2 separate regions of the Rattus norvegicus genome follow, and region 1 is linked to region 2. A link is a contact called in public Hi-C data. All regions are on one chromosome and are shown on one strand. Each heading gives the region's core, a stretch centred on a gene start, on an enhancer-like site or on the middle of the called end of the contact. The rest is flanking DNA. Distances are from core to core; before and after follow the strand shown. Region 1 has its middle 440 kb from the start of Hsf2. Region 2 has its middle 380 kb from the start of Gja1.

Evidence for each region. A called contact is a pair of places that touch in the nucleus more often than the background predicts.
Region 1: a Hi-C map of the Rat2 cell line shows a contact between it and region 2, with 13 times the contacts expected there. The contact joins two enhancer-like sites. A contact is called at or near these places in 4 of 12 Hi-C or Micro-C datasets (the A7r5 cell line, the Rat2 cell line, Schwann cells and 1 more).

What each region holds. Positions count from the first base shown.
Region 1 is chr20:36,920,154-36,924,068 of GRCr8, reverse strand. No RefSeq gene overlaps it. Among named protein-coding and RNA genes, the nearest start is that of Hsf2, 440 kb to the left of the region's middle. Within about 2 kb of position 1,723, at least 8 of the 93 cell types and tissues checked have an H3K27ac peak or open chromatin away from gene starts, as enhancers often do.
Region 2 is chr20:36,685,109-36,688,845 of GRCr8, reverse strand. No RefSeq gene overlaps it. Among named protein-coding and RNA genes, the nearest start is that of Gja1, 380 kb to the right of the region's middle. Within about 2 kb of position 1,590, at least 9 of the 93 cell types and tissues checked have an H3K27ac peak or open chromatin away from gene starts, as enhancers often do.

The DNA of each region.
Region 1 (3,915 bases), core at 474-2,973, 240 kb before region 2:
GTGTTATTCTAGAATAATGTTGGTGAAATTTTAAAGTGTAAAAACTAAAAGGCTTTTCAATCACTCATCAAATAGATAACTAGTATCAATTGTTTAGCAAATAGGTTGTCAATCCATGCAGTTTTCCCTTACATGCCTCATTTGTGAAAATTAGTCTTCCAAGCACTTACAAAACATTAAAAATACCCAGGAATAACTTATTTGAACTTTTGACTGGTTAAATAACTTTTCTCCACGAATATATTTTTGAAAAGTTGTAAAAATGTTTTGCATTTATTTTATTTCGTGTGCATGACTGTTTTCCTGAATGCATGTATGTGCACCATACACATGCTTGGTATCTACAGAGGTTAAAAGAAACCACTGGATTCCCTTGAGCTGGAGTTACAAATGGTCATAGCCACCATAGGGGTGCTGGAAATAGAATTTGGGTCCTGTCTTAAAGATGCCAATGCTCTTATCTGTTGTGAACTCTGGGCTTCTCCTTGAAGCATTTTATATTTTTCTATGCATACGTGTTAAGTAACTTTCAGATATGGCTTATACATTGATTTTAAATAATTTTTTCTGCTGGGCATGATATTTCACATCTTTAATTGCAGTACTTGAGAAGCAAAGACCAATTTACCTATATTATTTCAAGGCCATCTTCGTCTACATAATGAATTCTAGTACAGCCAGGGTTAAACTGTGAGACACTGTCTCAAAAAGTTATTAAAATATAATTCTCATTTCTGTGTTGAACGGTTTTGTCTGTTTTCTTTGTATATTGGCTTTTATTTCCTTCATCTATCATCTATGTGTATATTCAGTGTGATACAAAATCAATTAACAAGATTTACAGAATTTTAACAAAATTAATGAATATTTCTTTGTCTATTTTCAGGTTAAGCATGGATTTCACATGAGGCTAAATGTACTGTGTTGCCCTATACTCATATCTCTGTCTTGATTTCCGTCACATTCAGTACTTCTTCGTGAACTCCTTGAGTAGAAAACTTAGGAGTACTGTGTATGATCCTAAGTGTGAAGAGGGCTCTGTGGTGGGTGGTTAAAACGAATGTGGTTACAACTATCTTGTAGTCAAAGCGTCATTTAAGTAACTTGAGCATAAGGAAAGAGAAGTAACGTGTTATGTAACAACACTATTGATGGCTATGATGAGCTAAAATAGAGACTGTCATGGCTTAGCCTTCCTAAGTGAAGATCAGTTGTCCTCACTCTAACTGCCCTGTACCAGCTCCAATCATGCCAACTACCTGTGCTTAGCATCACCCACTTCTGTCAACCAGAAAGCTATTGTGCTCAATCGTACATAAACTAGGAAATGTGTCTTTTCCTCTCATTAGCCCAGGTTTTCTTTCAGGAAGTTTCAAAAATATCATCCATTTTACAGTGGCTAATTGAAATATTTAAATTTAAAATATATGAACATACATGTGTGCAAATGCACACACACACACACACAGACACACAGAGAGAGAGAGAGAGAGAGAGAGAGAGAGAGAGAGAGAGAGAGAGAGAGAGACTATTAGCCTCCTGAAGACATACTTTAAAATCAGTCCAATACCATCATGGTTTAATCCACATGTACATATGTGGGTATAAAAGAAAGATGGTTAGCTCATACCTCCATAATGCATGGTATTAGACTGGAATGTTAAGTTTGAAGTGTTTTCCAGAATGTCTGAAACTGTCAGGAGTGAATCATATTCAAATGCTACTTAGCAAAGGCCCCTGGATTTCGAAAAGATACAGAATGAGTCAAGAGACCTTGACTTGTGAGTGAGCAAGTACCATAAAATGAACCAGTCAGTTCTTGAATCCCATCACTTTAAAAGACATCTAACTAGTTCTGCCAGTAATTGCCTTTCTCGTGGTCTACACGTAGGCAAAGGCTGAAGCTCACAAGGGCTGCCAACACCCAGGGACCTAAGAATTCAGTGAATTCGGCTCTGCTTCAGCTTGCTGGTGAGAACTTTGTGATACTCCCCAGTCCCTCCGGGCAGCATACCTGTCCTCTTCCCACTGGCCCTCCAGGACTCCACACCCTCCCTTCCCTGATCTTTGCTGATTCATCTCACTCTGCAAGAAAGTTGGAGCTTCATTTCAGTCTGTATATGTGTGAACAGCTCTAGCTCCCAGCATGGCTTCTAGTGAAGCAAGCCAGACCACATTCTATCCCAAATAGCAACAATTAGACCTTTCCCCCTTGTTCTAGCAGGAGCGAAGGCAACAGTGCCATCCACACACTTTCCTAACTACATCCTTGTGGTCTGCTCTAGGCTTTTAAGTTCAGTAAATCGGCAACATTAATAAATTGACAAAGAGTTACTATCTCCAGGAAACCATGCCAGGGTGAAATCTACATTAACCAGTGAGACAGAAAAAAAATGCTATTATTTTAAAGACTTATAGTAAAAAGATGAGCTATCTTACGATTGGATTGTAGAAGTGACATACAGTGCTGCTAGAATTCATTATAGGTATGAAAATACAGAAACACAGGCATCTATTTGCAGGCTCAAACACACGCACACATGTAAGTGCACAGTGCCCTTATGGGTATCCTCATAAGGCAAATGATTCACTAGCTAATATTTTTTTTCCGGAGCTGAGGACCGAACCCAGGGCCTTGCGCTTGCTAGGCAAGCGCTCTACCACTGAGCTGAATCCCCAACTCCTCACTAGCTAATATTAAAACTCAACTTCAAATATACTTTGAAATTAAGATACTGATGTTTACAAGTTGATCTCAATTCATTAGACTAAAAAAATCATATTTTTTATAAACACCTATGCTCATAAGAAGAAACCAAGAGATAATGAAAGATTAATCATAACACAGGAACATACACTGCTTACTTTTTCCTGTACTTTTAGATTCATACTCTAAAGTGTTGAGAATTGTGTCTTACACAGTCATTCCTTAGGTGGAAAACAAAAGAATACATTTTGCCATTCAAAAGAGGGATCTTGCAGGGGTTCCTGATTGAGCACAATAGCAGTCTATTGATAAGGTTTAACAGATCTCTGCCTTTCTCTGTCTCTGTCTTTCCCTCCCTCCCTCCTTCTTCTGATATAGGAATTATAGGACTTCTTTTTGGTTAAGGATTTCAGTGATGCTTCATGTGGGTAGTATCTGTAGTCACTGTACTTTGTCCATGCAAAATAAACAATTCTTGAGTAGCACCTTTTCCTGTAAATATATATGCTCATAAGAAGAAGCCAAGAGATAAGGAAAGATCAGTCATGACATGTGAGCATACATTATTTTGAAAATACCTTTCAAATACATATGAATTAATATATGAAATACATATGAATGATTTCCAGGAGAACGGAATCTTTTATGGATTCAGACCCTTTTTATTAAAAATATATTGTTTCCTTACTAATATTCATGGGTTTTTGGGTGCACGTATTACATGTTTTTCTCAACACAGCAATACGATTGCTATTTCCCTAAGCCCTCATAGCTGTCAGTATAAGAAAGTGCTATATACCTTCCAGTCTTATACCCCAAAGGCCACCTTAAGCAGGAAGCACCAAGCATATCATACAGAAACCTAACAGAATAGGATAAATCTGAAATATGTTCTGCTCAACCATATGAATCACATTGAGAGTTGTCAATCAACTCAACAATGTAAGCAAAATGCATGCTCTGTTGTACTACTTCTGGGCCAGTTATCATATCTCGCTATAAAAACATAGATTCTCACACTGCCTTTCTACTCATGACCCCACAACACAATGCAACACAAAAAGTGGAGTCTATATAACAGTCATGTGTTCATATAATTTTCCACATTGCAAGCCATCTTTGCTCTTCCTTCTAATTTAGAGCATGTGCTCTCATTATTCATCTTTGGCTTTACATTTTATTAGCTAATAATAGTGCAGTGATTTTAC
Region 2 (3,737 bases), core at 341-2,840:
TTCAAAACTGCCATTTTGAAAATGGGCGAATATTTTTAAATATTCTAAAGAAATGCTAATGGCAAATACACTTGTTTTTCAAATACATTTGAAATTATACTCGTTTTGAGTCATTAAAAAAAGCAAGTGATTTCAGCATAATATTTTGTCTAAGGATAACATTAATGATGTTGATAGGACTAGAACTCATGGACCGCAGTCCCACACTATCACACGCTGCCCAGGTGGTGTAACCTCTGGGGACGAGGCTTACTGACATCCCTTTGCACTGCCAATTTGAGTCTTCATCGTAGGACCAACCCCATATCTGATAACTTTTGTTTTTAAAACTTTCATCACATGTACAGAAAGACTGAGGTAAAACAATGACAGTTCACGAAGTAGCTTTTCTAGCAAAATGAAGAGAGCAGACAAACAAGGGAGTACTCTGCCCTTGCATGCAGGAATCAGAGGGATGAGAAGAGTAAGGGAGTGGTTAAAAACCAGGCACAGTGTGTGAGTCAGAGCACATGGCCTCTCTCCTGTTCATGTATGTGGCTTTCCACATCGCAGTTCTTTAAACAGTGCTCCTTAGTCACGGAAATGGTATTTGCATGAAACCCTAAGTGGAGTGTTCTCTTTCTTTCCAGTATAACTTATTGCCTTTGGACACAGAAATCCCTTTTGTTTAAATCGCACAACCATATTTCTGAGGGGAAACATGATACCTTTTTTCTAAATCAGTTTTGAATACTGAATTATAAAGTGTCATTAAAAGACAGATATACAGATTGTTAACCATAGAAGAATGGTAATTCTGTATCAAGTCTCCACTGGAAGTTACTGGTGACTTTTATATTGTACTTTAAGTTGCTTATGTGTAATCACGGCTCAACTAGATTCTGCACATCTACAGTGAAGTCTGAGAACATGCTTGAGTCAGCCAAGCGTGTGATTGCAAACCTACAATTCTAGCACTTAAGAAGTGGGGGCTAAGAATCATCCCAACTTCAAGGCTAGCCTGGACTACCTTGTCTCAAAATATGTACATACACAGTACATTTATGTATAACATATTGCGACATTATTAATATAATCAATCAATATTTTTAGCTCACTTTTGTTCTACTATGGCTAGCCTAAGAGTCCAACTTTAAAAGGTATGTACACATCCACGTGTTTATGAACATGTCATTCTGACCTGTAACAAGCTACATACTAGCAACAGCTCACTTTCAATGTATATACCAAACAATTTATATGTCTTCGAAATGAGGTTTCTTATTCCATGCTCATCTCCCGGGCAACGTGGCTTAATCTACTCAGGGACCCAGGAACTGAGGAATGAGAACCCTGGTGGATTATGTGACCACTTTGAATAGTGTCTGACACACTCACTACTTATTTAAGCAGCTAGCAAACCAAATGTGTGTGCCCTTGTCCCTGATCGATACAATGAGGTGGTTTGAATGAGAAATGACCCCCGTAAGCTCGACTATTTGGTGTCCAGTAGGTGGCGCTGTTTGGAGAGGCGATGTAACCTTGTTGGAGGAGGTAACTCTCTAAGGACTCACTTTGAGAGTTCAAAGCCTCACCCCCACTTCCGATTCCCCCCTCTCTGTTTGGTACTCGCAGGTAAAAGTGTGATTCTCAGCTTCCGGCTCCAGCCACTCTCTGCCAAGCCTCTCTCGCTATTAAGGATGCTTCTGCTGAGTCAGCCCAAACGTACTTTTCTTTTGCTGCCTTTGTCCATGGTATTTTATCACACCAATAGAAAAGCGACTCATATAAACGGGGAAAAACAAAAAACAAAACAAAAAAACCCCGCCAACCCGTTCAGCACTTGAACATCTTTTCTCAGTTACAATCGAAGAGTCAGAGTGCTTACTGCAGAGTAGGAAGTTACAGAGGTCCTTTGGGTCGTTAGTGGTCTGAAGCTGAGAATGTTAAATTTGGCAATAAGGGATGTATATGAATATTTTAGACGGTTGTCGAATTTTTAAAGTCTTAACGATGTAAGTAAAGAGGTTAAAATTCCCCCTTCCGTGTCAGCATTCTTTGAGGGCAAATGTCAATGTCGATAACATTCCGTCTGCTGCAATTGAAGACAGTTATGATTTCTGTAAATGAGCCGCTGGCCTCAGGCTGACAGGGCATGCCTGCTGTGGGCTGCGGCCTGAGCTCACCACCTAGAATGAAGTGAGTCACCACCCGGGGTTTTCATTCCCAGCAAAGGAGTTGACTCACAGAGTGACCTTAAACATTACTCCCCTGACTCAGTTTCTCCTAGAAAAGTAGCTCTGGCAGAATGAAGTCTTACACGCCTCCACTGTCGCTGATAGGCATGTAAAGTATCAGAAAACAAAGCTTAATGTAGTTTTAAGTTCTGATCTCTCTTCTCTTGGTAAATCAATGATTTAAGGTGTGATCATAGCTTTTTCTTACTTTTATTTTTTACTGAAGATTTCATCGCCGTTGTTTTTTGTTTGTTTTTGTGTGCTGGTTCACATGGAGATCCGAGGATAATAGTGAGTGTTATCTCCAGGTCCACCACCATCACTGAGACTCACCGAAGAGAGTAGGAAGAGCTCTCCCTTTCCCGCCTCCCCAATACGGGCTCTCAGGATAGACTATAGGTCCTCATGTTGTGAGACAAACATTTTATTGACCTTTCCATCGCCGTAGACCTCAAAAGTGTTTTGTATATTGAGCCCTCTATAGATGCATAATTGGAATTATTTTTTAGAAAGTGACATACCTGAGTCATACCAAGAACTGCTAAATTATACCTCAGCACCACAGTGTCGTAAATAATTGATAACAGCAGTGATACTTTGCATATAGTATGGGCACGGCAGAATAATTCAGGAATTTTACAAATAACATTAAATGTAATATTTTCTGGGTCATGACTGCCTTATGGAAATTAATATTGCTCTCTGAATGGATTATTCCTTAAAGGACTGAAGTAACTCTCGTGAGAAAGGACATACAATAGCGAGGTGAGCCATTCCTCTGTCTCTTTCTTGTTTAACCCTTTTCATGTGGTTAGCTCCCTCACTTCATGCCACAACGGGACACACCCAGAAGGCATTGCCCAACTGTCTGGGCTTTTTGTTCTCCACAACTGCGAGCTAATAACAATTTTTTTTCTCTATATATTACTCAGTATCTGGGACTCTATTATAAGCAGTGCAAGATAAATTAATTTTGTATGAACAGAATTTAAATAACGTGTATGTACTTAGAAGACAACATTATTCACTGAGGTCTAAGTGGGAGCTAGAGAGAGAGCTCAGCAGTGAAGAGTACCTGATGCTCTTCCAGATTATCTGAGTGGAGTCCTCATGACTGCCTGTAACTACAGCTCCAGGGAGGTCTGCCTCCCTATTCTGGGCTTCACCTTCATGGACATCTGCACTCACATATGCACAGACCCACACATATACACATCATTTATGAAGAACGCTGACAAGTATTTTCTACATTTTCTAGAAAAACAATCACATATATGTGCATACACGCATACACATAGGAGTGTTCTCTATGTGTGTCTGTCAGCAGGATGATTTTATAAAAACTCCCCCATGTCTGCTGTTACACCCTATCAGCATATCCCTTAAAATTTTATTAAAATGAACTTCTGTATCTGTAGTTCATGCCTGCCTTCATTTACACACTTGTTCTCTGTGTTGTTAACGCTTTGCAGATTCCGGCAATGAACAGGATCTTTTCCTGACGGACTTTTTCTGCAAGGG